Regions from separate parts of the Anser cygnoides genome. Here region 2 is linked to region 1. The links are chromatin contacts, called in public Hi-C maps. All regions are on one chromosome and are shown on one strand. Each heading gives the region's core, a stretch centred on a gene start, on an enhancer-like site or on the middle of the called end of the contact. The rest is flanking DNA. Distances are from core to core; before and after follow the strand shown. Region 1 overlaps RNF19A (ring finger protein 19A, RBR E3 ubiquitin protein ligase). Region 2 holds the start of ANKRD46 (ankyrin repeat domain 46).

The links. Hi-C and Micro-C count contacts between places; a contact is called where the count stands out from the background.
Region 2: a contact with region 1 is called in a Hi-C map of liver, with 1.7 times the contacts expected there. The contact joins the promoter of ANKRD46 here to the enhancer-like site in region 1. A contact is called at or near these places in 3 of 7 Hi-C or Micro-C datasets (granulosa cells and liver).

What each region holds. Positions count from the first base shown.
Region 1 is chr2:141,481,412-141,487,772 of Taihu_goose_T2T_genome, reverse strand. RNF19A (ring finger protein 19A, RBR E3 ubiquitin protein ligase) reads left to right here. Exons shown (of 11, transcript XM_066991234.1): 4 at 1,900-2,108; 5 at 4,125-4,269; 6 at 4,815-4,977. Among named protein-coding and RNA genes, the nearest start is that of RNF19A, 48 kb to the left of the region's middle. Within about 2 kb of position 3,477, at least 3 of the 3 cell types and tissues checked have open chromatin away from gene starts, as enhancers often do. A contact at or near this core is called in liver, where this site is marked.
Region 2 is chr2:141,608,066-141,614,426 of Taihu_goose_T2T_genome, reverse strand. ANKRD46 (ankyrin repeat domain 46) reads left to right here and starts at 2,310. Exons shown (of 4, transcript XM_066990618.1): 1 at 2,310-2,458. It overlaps SNX31 (sorting nexin 31), which reads left to right. Exons shown (of 14, transcript XM_048068730.2): 14 at 1,382-1,718. The coding sequence ends at 1,477.

The DNA.
Region 1 (6,361 bases), core at 2,228-4,727:
CGTAATCTTGTGCAGTTTGACCAAACACTTGCCCTGGTCTAAAAGGTTACTTCCAGAGGTCTGCCGATACATCGGTCCCCAACAGGGAGTGCTTTCAGGGATGTGCCCAGCCCCTGTTAGCCGTGGGAGGCAAGAGATGAATTGGTACTTCTCAAGCTCAGGCTGCCGAGTGATGCTTCGATATAACATGAATGAATCGTGGATGTGTCCCTTTGTGCTGAAGAAGCGTTTGGACCAGAGTCACTTTGTGTACACGCAGAGTAATTAGCTCTTCAGTCGCTCCAAGTGAGGCAAATTGAGCTGATTAACTTGGCAACCCTATCGAAGATTCCAGCAATTACTGAAACAAGTTTTTGCTTGGAAAGTAAATTGTTTGAAAACAGGCGAGCATATGTAGTTTTGTGTAGCTACATCATCTCTAAGTGAAAGGTTGAAAACTCCCGTTTGTTTTGCATAGCGTTTAAAGAGGCGCAACCTCCAACGTGCTGGTTTAAAACATTAATAAAATGATATCACATTAATTTTATGGAGCTTCGGATCTATTAACTCTGAAATTAAAATAGCTAAGTTTCAGCTAAATATCTGTGCGGAAATATTTTTAGTATCATTACTGAATATTTTATGTGAATTTAATGCAACTCCTAGAAATGGGGCGAGGTGTGTTGAAAATTAACGATTTACGCTTAAAATAAAGCTACTTTTGTTTGAACAGCCACAAACATGGGCTCTGCTGTACTTACAGATCTGAAATCTGTGCAGGGCAGCTGTTTGCATGAATAAACCTACACATCTGTTCTAGGTGTTCATAGCAGTGGGCATAGTATTTTTTTTCTATTTAAAATAAAGCTATTGCATAAAATCATTGAAAACATTACAGTGGGTAGGAATTAAAGGCGTGTGTATATGTATATGAGTATACATGTGTGTATATGCATATATTTAGCATTAATATTCATTGTAATACACGTGTTCTTTATCATATGAACTTCAGAATTTAAAGCTGATGGAGGAATTAGTTTCAGCTGTGATGTGTGGCAACAACATTATCATTGGATAGAATTGGTTATGTGGTGTTTGATCGCAAAATAGCACAACAGTTCTGTAAGTCTCAACATTTGGGGAGCTTTTTGGTCTACAGTATTGTCAGAGTAAAGGTGGTAGTGATAGCCCAAGCTCCTGTCTACTTCTGCATATATAGTTTGAAATTTATTTTGAAAATTGGGGTGTTTTAAAAAATTGTGCTACCAATTTAGAAAGCCAAATCCTTACATTATAATTCCTCTGTTTTGGTATTTTAACATGCAAAGAGTAAGCAAACATCTATTTAATGTAGATAGCAGCGTTCATGGTAGAAGACAACCAGTAAAGTACCAAACTTTCAGGCACTATCAAGTCAGGTGCCTTTCAAGGAGCAGATCACACTATAGATCGTAGAAACCATAGAATCATGGATTGTGCAGCAGGGATTATCCTAGATTAAAGAGATGGTCGAATTTAGACATGCCTGTAGTGACTGGGACACTTCTGAAAGCAGTAACTTTTTCCAAGGTACTTAAACACCTTTTTTTTCTTCCTGCTCTTCTAAACTGTTGTTGTTTTGTGACTTTAAACTTCTCAGCCTTAAATACAGTGTGCTTCAGTCCTGCTTGAAGTCATTAAGTCTGGGGAGAGCAAAGTGTTGCCTTGATTATAGTATTCCTGTGCAGTCTGAGTCTAACACCATAGCCATAGACCCGTGGAAGAAAAAGGCGGTAAGGAATTTGTGCTGGCCACATGATGTCACCTCCTGATCTCTGCTGCCTTCGTACCTCTTCTGGTAGCTCTTTTTAGCTTTAGTCTATAACTAAAACTGATTTTATTAAAAAAATTTTCTCTTGTACCCCCATTGATAATTTCAAGGTATGCTGTGATCGCGTTTGGATGCGCCAGCTGTCCCAAACTTACATGTGGACGAGAAGGCTGCGGGACTGAGTTTTGCTATCACTGTAAGCAGATTTGGCACCCAAACCAGACCTGCGATGCAGCTCGCCAGGAGAGAGCTCAAAGTCTGCGCCTGAGAACAATTCGTTCTTCGTCTATCAGTTACAGCCAGGAATCTGGAGCAGCAGGTATTTATGATCAGGATACTGGGCCTGTAAAATATCTTTCTGCTACGTTTGCACAGTTAACTTTGAAAAGGAAAGAACTGAATGGTAGCTTGGTAGATACTAACTCCTTTGCGTTTCAGAAACATAAAATATGCAATTTTAGGATTGATGTCAAATTTTTGATGTTAATATTTCAAGTACTCTGTGACCAGAGCACCTGACTTTGACCCTAGAGGCATGTCAGCATTTTAAATTCTTACTTTATAGCTGAGAAATGGAAACTCTTAGGAGCTTGGTGCAAAGCATTCTCTGTGTTTGACAGGCTGACTTCATTAGCTCTATCCCTTACACTCTGGGAACATGCATTTTCTACGCTGTAGGTGAAATTTCACAAGGATACTGCTACTAATAAATGCTGTTAAAATAAAACCCCACAACACTAATTTTCTGCTTCCAGAAGAGACTGTTAGGCTGAGGCCAGCTCTGATGTTTGACATCTATGTTTGTTATTTTTTTCCTTTTGAGTAGGCTACTCCCTGTTCACAGGGAGTTACCTAGTTTCTGTTTTTCAATAAAATGCTCATTTTTCTTGGCTATCAGAAACAAAGCAATTCCAGCTTCTGAAAATCTTGACTTCTTCATAACTTAGAAAAAGAAAAAAAAAAAAGAGGGGGAGGTGTGGGGGGGAAGATAAACTCTTCAGAGCAATATGTTGCGGAGTGAGAGTCCAGTTTGCTACGGATGAGATTTGGCCTTACGTTTCACCACACTCTGATCTATTTGGCAGCTTTTGTCTGGCTGAGCAAACAAAAAGTACATGTTTTGGGGAAAGTGCTTCTTGCAACTTGAATGTAGTTAGAGCTGTCATTCTCCAATCCAGCCTTAGCCTTGGGAGTCTTTAATTTGTTGTTTGTGCCGCCTTGTTTTAAATGAGGCGCACCGTCTTGCCTTAAATTGGCATATTGCTCTGGTGTTCAAATGAATTTGAAAATAAACTTTAAATAAATTAGTATGCTATCTCCTTTCCTTCCCCTTTCAGTCCCTGCTAGCTCGAACACCAGTAGCTCTGCCACATCCATGCTCAGTTTAGTTGTGTCTCTTCCCATCTGGGAATAGTTAGTGCATCCTTTCAGCTGCTCACTGTCCAACTGCACTGGACTTGCTAGAGTTGATTCTGCCAGTTCCTCGCCTCTTTGGATATTCTTTACACCAGGTATAAGCTGCATCCCTCTTCTCCTTTTATCCCCACTAGTAGCACAAAGGTAGGAAACCGGAACTTCTGCACGAGGAGCTGCAAGTTAACTTCAGCTGCTGTGTATAAATAGCTTGGCTCAGAGTGGACATGCTGACCAGTGACGTAAAGGAACAAAGATCACAACTGTGATTGTGTCAGCATACAAGTATTTCACTGTTGCGCAATGCCCCCTTGTTTGCTAGTGATAGGGCTAGCTGCTTGACTACAATTTTTAAATATTTGTCTTAGGAACAAGGAGAGCCTCTGGAATTTTCTTATTTCTACAACAGTTTTTTTTTTCTAGGCAATAAGTATTTCTCTTCTGTGAAGAGAAATCAAGAAGAGAGTGGTGATGCCAAAGAAATGTAGAAGGGAGATGGAAGTATGATAAGAAATAACATAGTGGAGTCGAGCAAAATATTCGTAACAGCATGAAATGTAAAAAAGGATTATATTTAAAGAGAGTGTGCTGTCAGTCCTGTATTAACATAAAAGCTTAATGTCTGACTCTAATGTATGTATATTGCATTAAGCTTAGAAAATCCTTGAACAGTGTGTACATTAACTATTCAGTTACTCGAATGTGATATAATACACCTTGTTTTGATTAGTATCACTTGGTCCATGGTTTACAAATAGTTATCAAAGAAGTCGCTGCAAAACCATGATTTGTAAAGAAAACTTACAATAAACTTTTTCCGTTTTTCAGATGATGGTTCAATCAGCTTTCCCAAATGTCTGTATTTTGATTAAATCCGTTTGCCTAAAGAACTGATGCAATCTTAATATTCGTTTTTAAACAGCTGATGACATAAAGCCATGCCCACGCTGTGCTGCTTATATAATAAAAATGAATGATGGAAGCTGCAATCATATGACTTGTGCCGTCTGTGGCTGTGAGTTCTGCTGGCTGTGTATGAAAGAGATCTCAGATTTACACTATTTAAGGTACATCCAAGAAAAAAGATCTGTATGGTTGGTAATTTATTTTTTAAAGTATGTAGAAGTAGATTCCTAAGTGTTATAAGTCTGGCTTTCTTCCTGTTGGAGTAGAGAATCAAAGCTGAAGTATCTGTCTGAGAATTAAGTTAGTTTTCAATGCAAGTATTTAAATTAGTACATTGTTTTATTATAAAATATTTTTCATGCATGCAATGTGTACAACAAATGAAGTGTTTTAGATGGACATAACCACTGTTTTTACTGACATCTTAATACTGCTGAATTGTGTTTACATAAAGTAACACAAGAACTCTGATTATATTGCGTTACCTGTGAACCACAGATTAGCACGTGGTAATCCGCAATATGCTTCTCTACATTTCAAAATATTCTCCAAAGCCACTCCTACAAATCTGAAGACATAATAAATAATTCGGTGTCTGTTAGTTGAACCTAAGAACAATAATTTTGTAACTAGAGAACAATTTAGTACTGTATAGTTATATCAGTTTACTTGCAATTTCTTTAAAGTTTTTCTACTTTTCTCGTAGCCCATCAGGTTGCACATTTTGGGGAAAGAAACCATGGAGCCGTAAGAAGAAAATACTGTGGCAACTCGGGACGCTCGTTGGAGCTCCTGTAGGAATTGCATTAATAGCTGGCATTGCTATTCCTGCTATGATTATTGGAATTCCTGTGTATGTGGGACGGAAGGTAAAATACTACGTTCAGTTGGTTGTCTTCACCAGCCTTTTTGAAAAAAAAAAAACAACAAAAGACACAAATTACTTAAGAAAAGGTTGATGTCAGTTGCACAGGAGAAAGTGTTTTTAAGAATGTAGTTGATCTTAAAAACAGGTAGAACAAAATGCTGAAGAAGGATTTCTATATTTTGCCATGGGAGTTCTTGTATGCTTTTTCAAAATTGCTGTCTTTAATCTCTGGTTTCCATTGTGTTCATTTGAACTAAACAATATTTAGAGAGAAGGAAGGCAAAACTAGAAAAACACTTCTTTGTAGAAACAGATAATTACCAGTATTTTAACATACAGTTCTACTAGTACAAGTTTGTGCATGCATACACACGTTTCAGCATTTATATTTGGCACCTTGTAAATTGCCCCAGGCCAGTCCACCGTGTGCAACATGGGCAGGGACATCAGCCACTAGAACCCATTCAAAAGGGCCCAAAGCCCCATCCAGCCTGGCCTTGAGCACCTCCAGGGATGGGGCATCCACAGCTTCTCTGGGCAGCCTGTGCCACTGCCTCACCACACTGAGAGAAGAATTTCCTCCTTATATCTAATCTAAATCTTTCGTTTAGTTTAAAGTATTTCCCCCTTGTCCTATCCCCACACCCCCTGACAAAGAGTCGCTCTCCAGCTTTCTTGCAGGCCCCCTTTAGGCACTGGAAGGCCACTGTAAGGTCTGCCCAGAGCCTTCTCTTCTCCAGGTTGACGATACCCAACTGTCTTCATAGGAGAGGTGCTCCAGCCTTTTGATCATACTCATGGACCCAATGATCTCTTGAGGTCCATTCAGACCCCTACGATTCTGTGATTCCCTTCCTTACCCACCAGCTCTGTCTTAGAAGGCCACCAGATTTGTCAGGCGTGATCTGCCCTTAGTGAAGCCGTGTTGGCTGTCAGCAGTCACCTTCTTGTCCTCCATGTGCCTTAGCATAGTTTCCAGGAGGATCTGCTCCATGATCTGGCCAGGCACAGAAGTGAGACTGACTGGCCAGTAGTTCCCCAGGTTTTCCTTTTCCCCTTTTTAAAAATGGGGGTTATGTTTCCTATCTTCCAGTCAGTGGGAACTTCACCGGACTGCCATGACTTCTCAAATACAATGGACAGTGGCTTAGCAACTACATCTGCCAGTTCCCTTAGGACCTACAGATGCATCTCATCAGGTCCCGTGGACTTGTATGCCTTCAAATTCCTTAGATGGTCTTGAACCTGATCTTCTGCAGCGGGGCAGTTCATTCTCCCAATCCCTTCCTTTGTCCACTCGGAGTACAGCAGTGAAGCTGAGCTTTACTTCTGCTCAGTTAAACGAAAGGGTGACCCTCTTCATATAAATACCTGTTGACTCTTTC
Region 2 (6,361 bases), core at 1,061-3,560, 130 kb before region 1:
TTAAACCATAGTTAAACTTCGCTGTGATCACAACATTAAGGTTCTTAGGGCTTTCCTTTCCCATTCCTCTCTGTCTGTGCAGTGTTCTTGGAAAATGTATTAAAATTGTATCTGTGCATATTCTCATTTGGGAAAAAATAACATCGTTTCAGTTGGGTCTTTAAAATTTTCCCATTACTATTCCCAAGAGTCTTACAAATCTTTCCTCTGAGGTGACTGAAAGTTTAACTGAATGCTCTCCAAAGACTGTGAAAACATGCCAAATATTTTCTGCTGACTCATGGGAAGAAAAATTTAACTTTGGTTTTCTTTGTGATCCTGTAGCGGTATACTGTTGCTACTAGATCAGTGTAAGAGCCTGTAAATTCTTGTTCAAATAGAACTAGATCAGTGTAACAGCCTGTAAATTCTTGTTCAAATAGATAATCTAGTGCAGCTGTAAGATTTAATAGGAAAATCAAGAACAATCTATTGAATCGAGATCAAAATGATTCAACTAGCATGCAACAGGAAGACTTTGCAGATAGTGAGGATGTGCTATGGAATGTCCCTGCATCTAGGCAAGCTTGCTGTTACATATTTTGAAAGTCTTGAAAAAGAGAGGTATGAAGTAATTAACTCTAAGGTATTAGGAAACTGAATCCAAATTTTCATAAATTCTCTGAACTCATTACAACATGGTTTGTGATAGATGCAGGGTGCTTCAGGGACATTTATTTTACATATATATCAAGGTACCTTGTTGCGAGAGGCAGAAGAAAAAAATCTGTGTCATAAATTCTCCCAGTACAACAGTAAACTGCATCTACCTGCAGTGTAAGGATATAGATAGCCTGTTTGCACCTTACAAAAGCCGAGTGATGTGGTGTTAGGAAGCTTCAGACAGTTCACGGTAGGAAATGTAGAGAATTCTTAATTGATAATTTAGTTCAGTGACAGCTTTGAGGAGGATGGAATATGATGCACCTACTCAGACTGCCTGTCTAAACTTTTAATTTGTGTAGGTGTCACTTATGCAGATGTTATGGTTAAAGTTAAGAATGTGTGATAACAGTAGTCTATCTGATTTACAAGGCGCAGTAGACAGTGAAAGTACCTGCACAAATGTCCCTGGGGACAATTTAATGCCAAATAACACTGATATTAGAACATTTGGACCTGCCAATTCAATTTGCACCACATTGCAATAAACCTTAAGAGCAGAAACAACTGTTTTGTGCCCTGTTCCAGCAGAAAAATTCTGTTCACTCCAAAATACCAACATAGAGATCATTCATTGTACCTAGATATTATCATATCAGTTTTTCTAGCTTATGTTCATAGTTATCTCTAATTACTGAAATGCATACATTCTTTTAACTGTTTATTTGTTTTGCTGCAGGTAGTCCATTCGAGTTTTATATCAAGGAAAAGATTTTGGGTTAGGCCAAATGAAGAGGACTGTGTATTTGAGAAAATAAGAGAAGAGGACCTGTGACAACTTATTCTAAATACTGCCTATCAAAATGAAATATCTGGGAATAATAAACCCATTGCTGAAAGCTTGAAAAATACTGAAAAAAGCCTTCAGTGTCATTCTTTGCCTTTGCAGGGTTTTTTTCTATAGAATCTATAACTCTAGTGAAATATTCTTTACAGTTAGATGGGTGTTGTTACTCTGGAAACATCTTGCATACATGCCTTTTTTTTTTGTGTGGTTTATCTTTTTTTTCCAGACTGAAATTGTGGGGAAGAAAGGGAGGGAGTTGTTAGAAAATAATTAGAAAATGTTAAGGTATTAGAGGAGGAAAAAGCATTAACCGTATCAGTTTGTTTCTGTGAGCAGCGGTGTAATTAACGTGTGAAGGCTGAGCAGCCTGTTGCTGGAACAGGCCCGTGGTTCCTGTGATCATTCCTCAAGTATTTGTATATTCAACAGTGCCTCAGAAACTAAGCGTTGTGTACGGATGGGGCTGGTGTGAGCAGGCACAGGAGGCAGCACGATATGAAGGCAGACACGGCGTTAGCCCCATCAGGCTGCTGGCTGCTGTGAGAAGGATGAAGTGCCCGAGCTGTGGTACTCCGTTCTTCTTACTGCCCTTGCTTCGAAAGGCAGCATCGGCTGAGAGAACAGGGACGTGATAAGTAAAAATAAGTCCCGTTTTAATGTTCTTAGGAAAGTTGAATAACTTAAGCCCGTTCTTGACAGGAGCTCAGTGAAGAACTCAGCTTCCCATGAGCTCAGTGACGAGAAGACTCCCGGCACCGTCCCTCCTCTCTCCTGCCCCTCTCAGCCTGGTTTCAGGGCGGGCCCCGTCCCCCTGGCGGCACCCCCCGGCGGGGCAGAGCCCGGCCGCCCCGTCACGGCCGCCATTTCCCGCTGCACCCCGGCGGCGGCGGCCTCCGCCCGGCAGGGGCCGCCCGCGTCCCCTCCGCCGCCCCCGCTGCGTGCCGAGGAGCGGCCGGCGGCAGGCAGGTGGTGAGGCGGCTGCGGCGGGGCCTTGGGGGGGAGAGGGGCCGCGTCCGTCGGTCGGGCTGGCGGGGGACGAGCGGTGTCCGTCGGTCTGTCCGGGGCGGGATCCGCCGAGGTGGGCGCCGGGCGGTGGGGAGGGGACCCTCGGAGGGAGGCGGATGCCAAGGGAATGGAGGGGCTGGAGCGCGGGGGCTGTGAGGGGCGGCTGAGGGAGCTGGGGTTGTGCAGTCTGGGGAAGAGGAGGCTCAGGGGAGACCTCATTGCTCTCTGCAGGTACCTGAAAGGAGGGTGTGGGGAGCTGGGGGTCGGCCTCTTCTCACAGATAACTAGTGATAGGACTAGAGGGAATGGCCTCAAGTTGTGCCAGGGAAGGTTTAGGTTGGAAATGAGGAGACATTTCTTCTCAGAAAGAGCAGTCAGGCATTGGAATGGGTTGTCCAGGGAGGTGGTGGCGTCACCGTCCCTGGGGGTGTTCAAGGAAAGGTTGGACGTGGTGCTTAGGGACACGGTTCAGTGGGTGACATTGGTGGTAGGGGGATGGTTGGGCCAGGTGATCTCGGAGGTCTTTTCCAACCTTAAATGAGCCTATGATAAATGAAATCAAAAGGTAACATATATCTGCCAGTAGTGTTTTTTGTTAGCTAGCTAGCCTCAGATTGTCTTCGATGAAATAATTATTGTTTTTAAGGGAAATTAAGTAGTTCTCTTTTTTTTTTTTTTCTAGACAGTAAAGTTTCTGATCAGCTGCTGCACAGGAAATTGTTATTGTGCTGAAAAGATAGGGATAACACCAGAATTAAAAAGTGGATGGGGAAGTAGCTAGAGACAGATTGTGGTGAGTAACATTGAGAAGAAAACCATCGAGTCTGGGTATAAAAGGAGATTATAAAAGTAGTTATTTGAAGATCCATCTTGAGACCAGTCTTATTAAATACTTAATAAAGATGTTGATGTAACAATTAAAACTTACTGTTTAAATTTGGTAGTGGTGAACGAGTTGGGAGGCACCGGCAATATAGAAGAGGGTAACAGTACTATGTAGGAAAAATTGGATGATCCTAGGAACTACAGAATGAAAGAAGTCTAATACTAAAATAAAATGCAGTAATTTAAAGGGCAAGATTTTGCAGTTGTAAACTCATAAGCACACAATTTACAGAAAAAATATTATTTTAAAGCATCGCAAATCCAAAATATGTATTGGGTAGCTTCAAAATATGTGATTGTGGGGAAAAAAAACGAATGCAGACCTGTGTTGAACTGGAAAAAGAAGTTACTATTATCTGTGAACAAAATGCTAGAATGCTTCATACAATGTTAAATGTTTTCATATGAACAGGTGAAGTGGAACAGGTAAAGATAAGCCTAGGACAGGTGGGGAAATGAAGAGTCTATATTGAAAGAAATATTTGGCCTCTTTATCTTTGCAGAACAGAGGCCTTTTTTGCTTTCTATTGAAACATCAAGGTAAACACGGTAAAGGGAATAGATTGAGCTTAAGAATGGTGTTGATACATGAATAATTTAATGTAGATTTTAAGATGAATAACGTGAACATTTCTAGCCATTGGAGCACTGATGTTCAGGAGCATCCTTCCCAAAGATCAAGGAGGAGCAAGAACCCAACAAATATTTCAGCTGGAAAGTGACTGGTTTGTAAAAGTAATTGGTTTTGCTTGCTGTAGGAGGGGACTAAGCTTAGTATTCTCTGTAGATGTTAGGTCTGTTTTTCATCTTTGTTTTGTTTGTAAAATAGTTTATTAACAAGAACCTGTTAAGTGTGGTTTTTAGAAGAAATATTTCTACTAATGTTTGCATTCTGTCTAGTAAAATTGGTGACAGAAAATGACGCAGGCTAATTGCTCTCTTTTTGAGTTCTGAAGATGGTATTGGAGAGTAAGCTGAGATGAGTCAAAGTCTGAAGCATGGTGTCTGCATCTGCTTTCTTCCTTCCCGAGGAGCACTAGTTTGCCTCTGCAAGAGGGGACTCCAAAAATCAGTTTTGATCTGCACTTAGTAATAGGTTTTCTCTCAGCAGGTTTTGGTATCCTACATTTAGAGTTGCCTCATCAGCAAGAGAGAGGGATTCCAAGTGATGCCTTAAGTTCCATATCCACCTGCTCCAGTGTCTAATCCGGTGCGGTTAATTGCTGAATACACGTGTCCCTGAAGTCCTCATCTGCAGCCAAGGAGCTGTGGTACCTAGTTACTCACGGAGTGAAATACTAGGGTCTGTTGCAAGGATTTGGGTATGTTGGAATTTTGAGGGCTGTTTTCTGTTTTTTTTTCCCATCAGCCTGTTGCTGGTCATCTCCCCCATGGTCTCACTTGTGCTCTGCTTCCAGATGTGTCAGTTAATGTGGACATAAAGCATTTCAGAGGGCATTTGTCTGTACACGTTTTGTGAAATACAGGATCCCTGGTGCAGTCAGCTTTGTGTGGAGACCGTCCGTAGCGTGCCATCAGTGTAGATGACCAGCTGACAAGCTTGCCGTGGGTGCACGTGCCTGTTACACCAAACTGCAGTTGTTGGTGCACCTATGTCAGATATCACAAATACTGAAATGCTCAGGTTTGCTTTACTGTTTAACAACGATACTCACTAAGTATGTGGAATACTGAAAAGTTCGGGTTGGTTTTCATTTGCTTTACCATTTAAAGGTAATGTTTTCGAAGTAGGTGGGGAACAAGTTTTACTCTGATCTCATGCAGTACCTCACAGAAGCCATATGTGTACTGTAGGGCTTAGTCATTTGAAATATTATCAACGGAGTAAAAGACAGAAATGCCACTTGGGAAAGTAGTGTAGCTGTATAATTAAAACCAGAATCTTAAGTGGAACAGAGCTGTAGAAACACCAGCTTTGCCACTCGACAAATTTCTCACATCTAGTTAACACGGCTACATCGCTAGAATTTTATAACATAAAGGAGTAAATCTTTTAATGTGCATTGATGGTATATTCCCCAGTGTGCTCAAGACCTTACAGCATCAGATCGGCATAATGGGTGGGGATAGAGAAAGGGCAGCTGCAGGTGTCAGGAAAGACTTCTGGTTTATTGTTTTCCCATGGATGGTCTAGAGTGCTTGCCTTTCTTCTTCACCAGAGAAGTGCAGGGAGAGGTGTATACCTGCCCTTGCTGTGTCTTCATTTGTTAGGGGATGGTTTTGCCTGAGTGCGGACATGTTTTTAGAGGTTTGATCTGTTTATGGCTAGTCAGCTTCCGCCAAGGAGTACTGAGTAGCATTGTAGATGCAGGTGATGGGCTTTATATGTTACTGGGATTTTCAGGAAGCATTCAAAAAAATTTTATCAGAAACTTTCAAGGGTAGTAGTCACTTAAAGCACAAAAAGGGTCTCTTACATGCAGAAATAGTTGGGTTGAAAAATTAAAGAGAGGCAAAAATAAATCCCCAAACCAAGGAAGGGGGCAGAAGGGGGACACATGAGCTTCAGTGTGCATAAAGGTAAGGTGATGTCTTGAGTAGAATAATCTGAACTGCGTTTACATGGTGCTGAACTCATGACCAAAGTGGCAGCTGCCACTCAAGAAAAAGCTTCTTGGAGAAGCCTCTCCCCAAGAGGCTTCTCTGGTTGCTGCCGTTGAAAGCAGAGTGCTGGGTGGGCTGGATTTTTTTTATGAACTTAGGATAAGTCTTTTCAGTGGAAGACTTTTAGTTCTACAGGATTACATTCTGGGTTCTGAACTGTTAGCATATACCTGAACAGCCTAGAAAAGGCAGTGAGCAACAAGGTGGTAGTGTTTGCTGATAACAGGAGCAGTAAAGATAAGGTCGACTGTGAAAAACTGCAGATGGACGCTGTAAAACCGACTAAGTAGACAATATCATAGCATAGGAAATTCAGTGCAGGTATGTAAAGCGATTCAAATAGGGTAAAAAGATTCC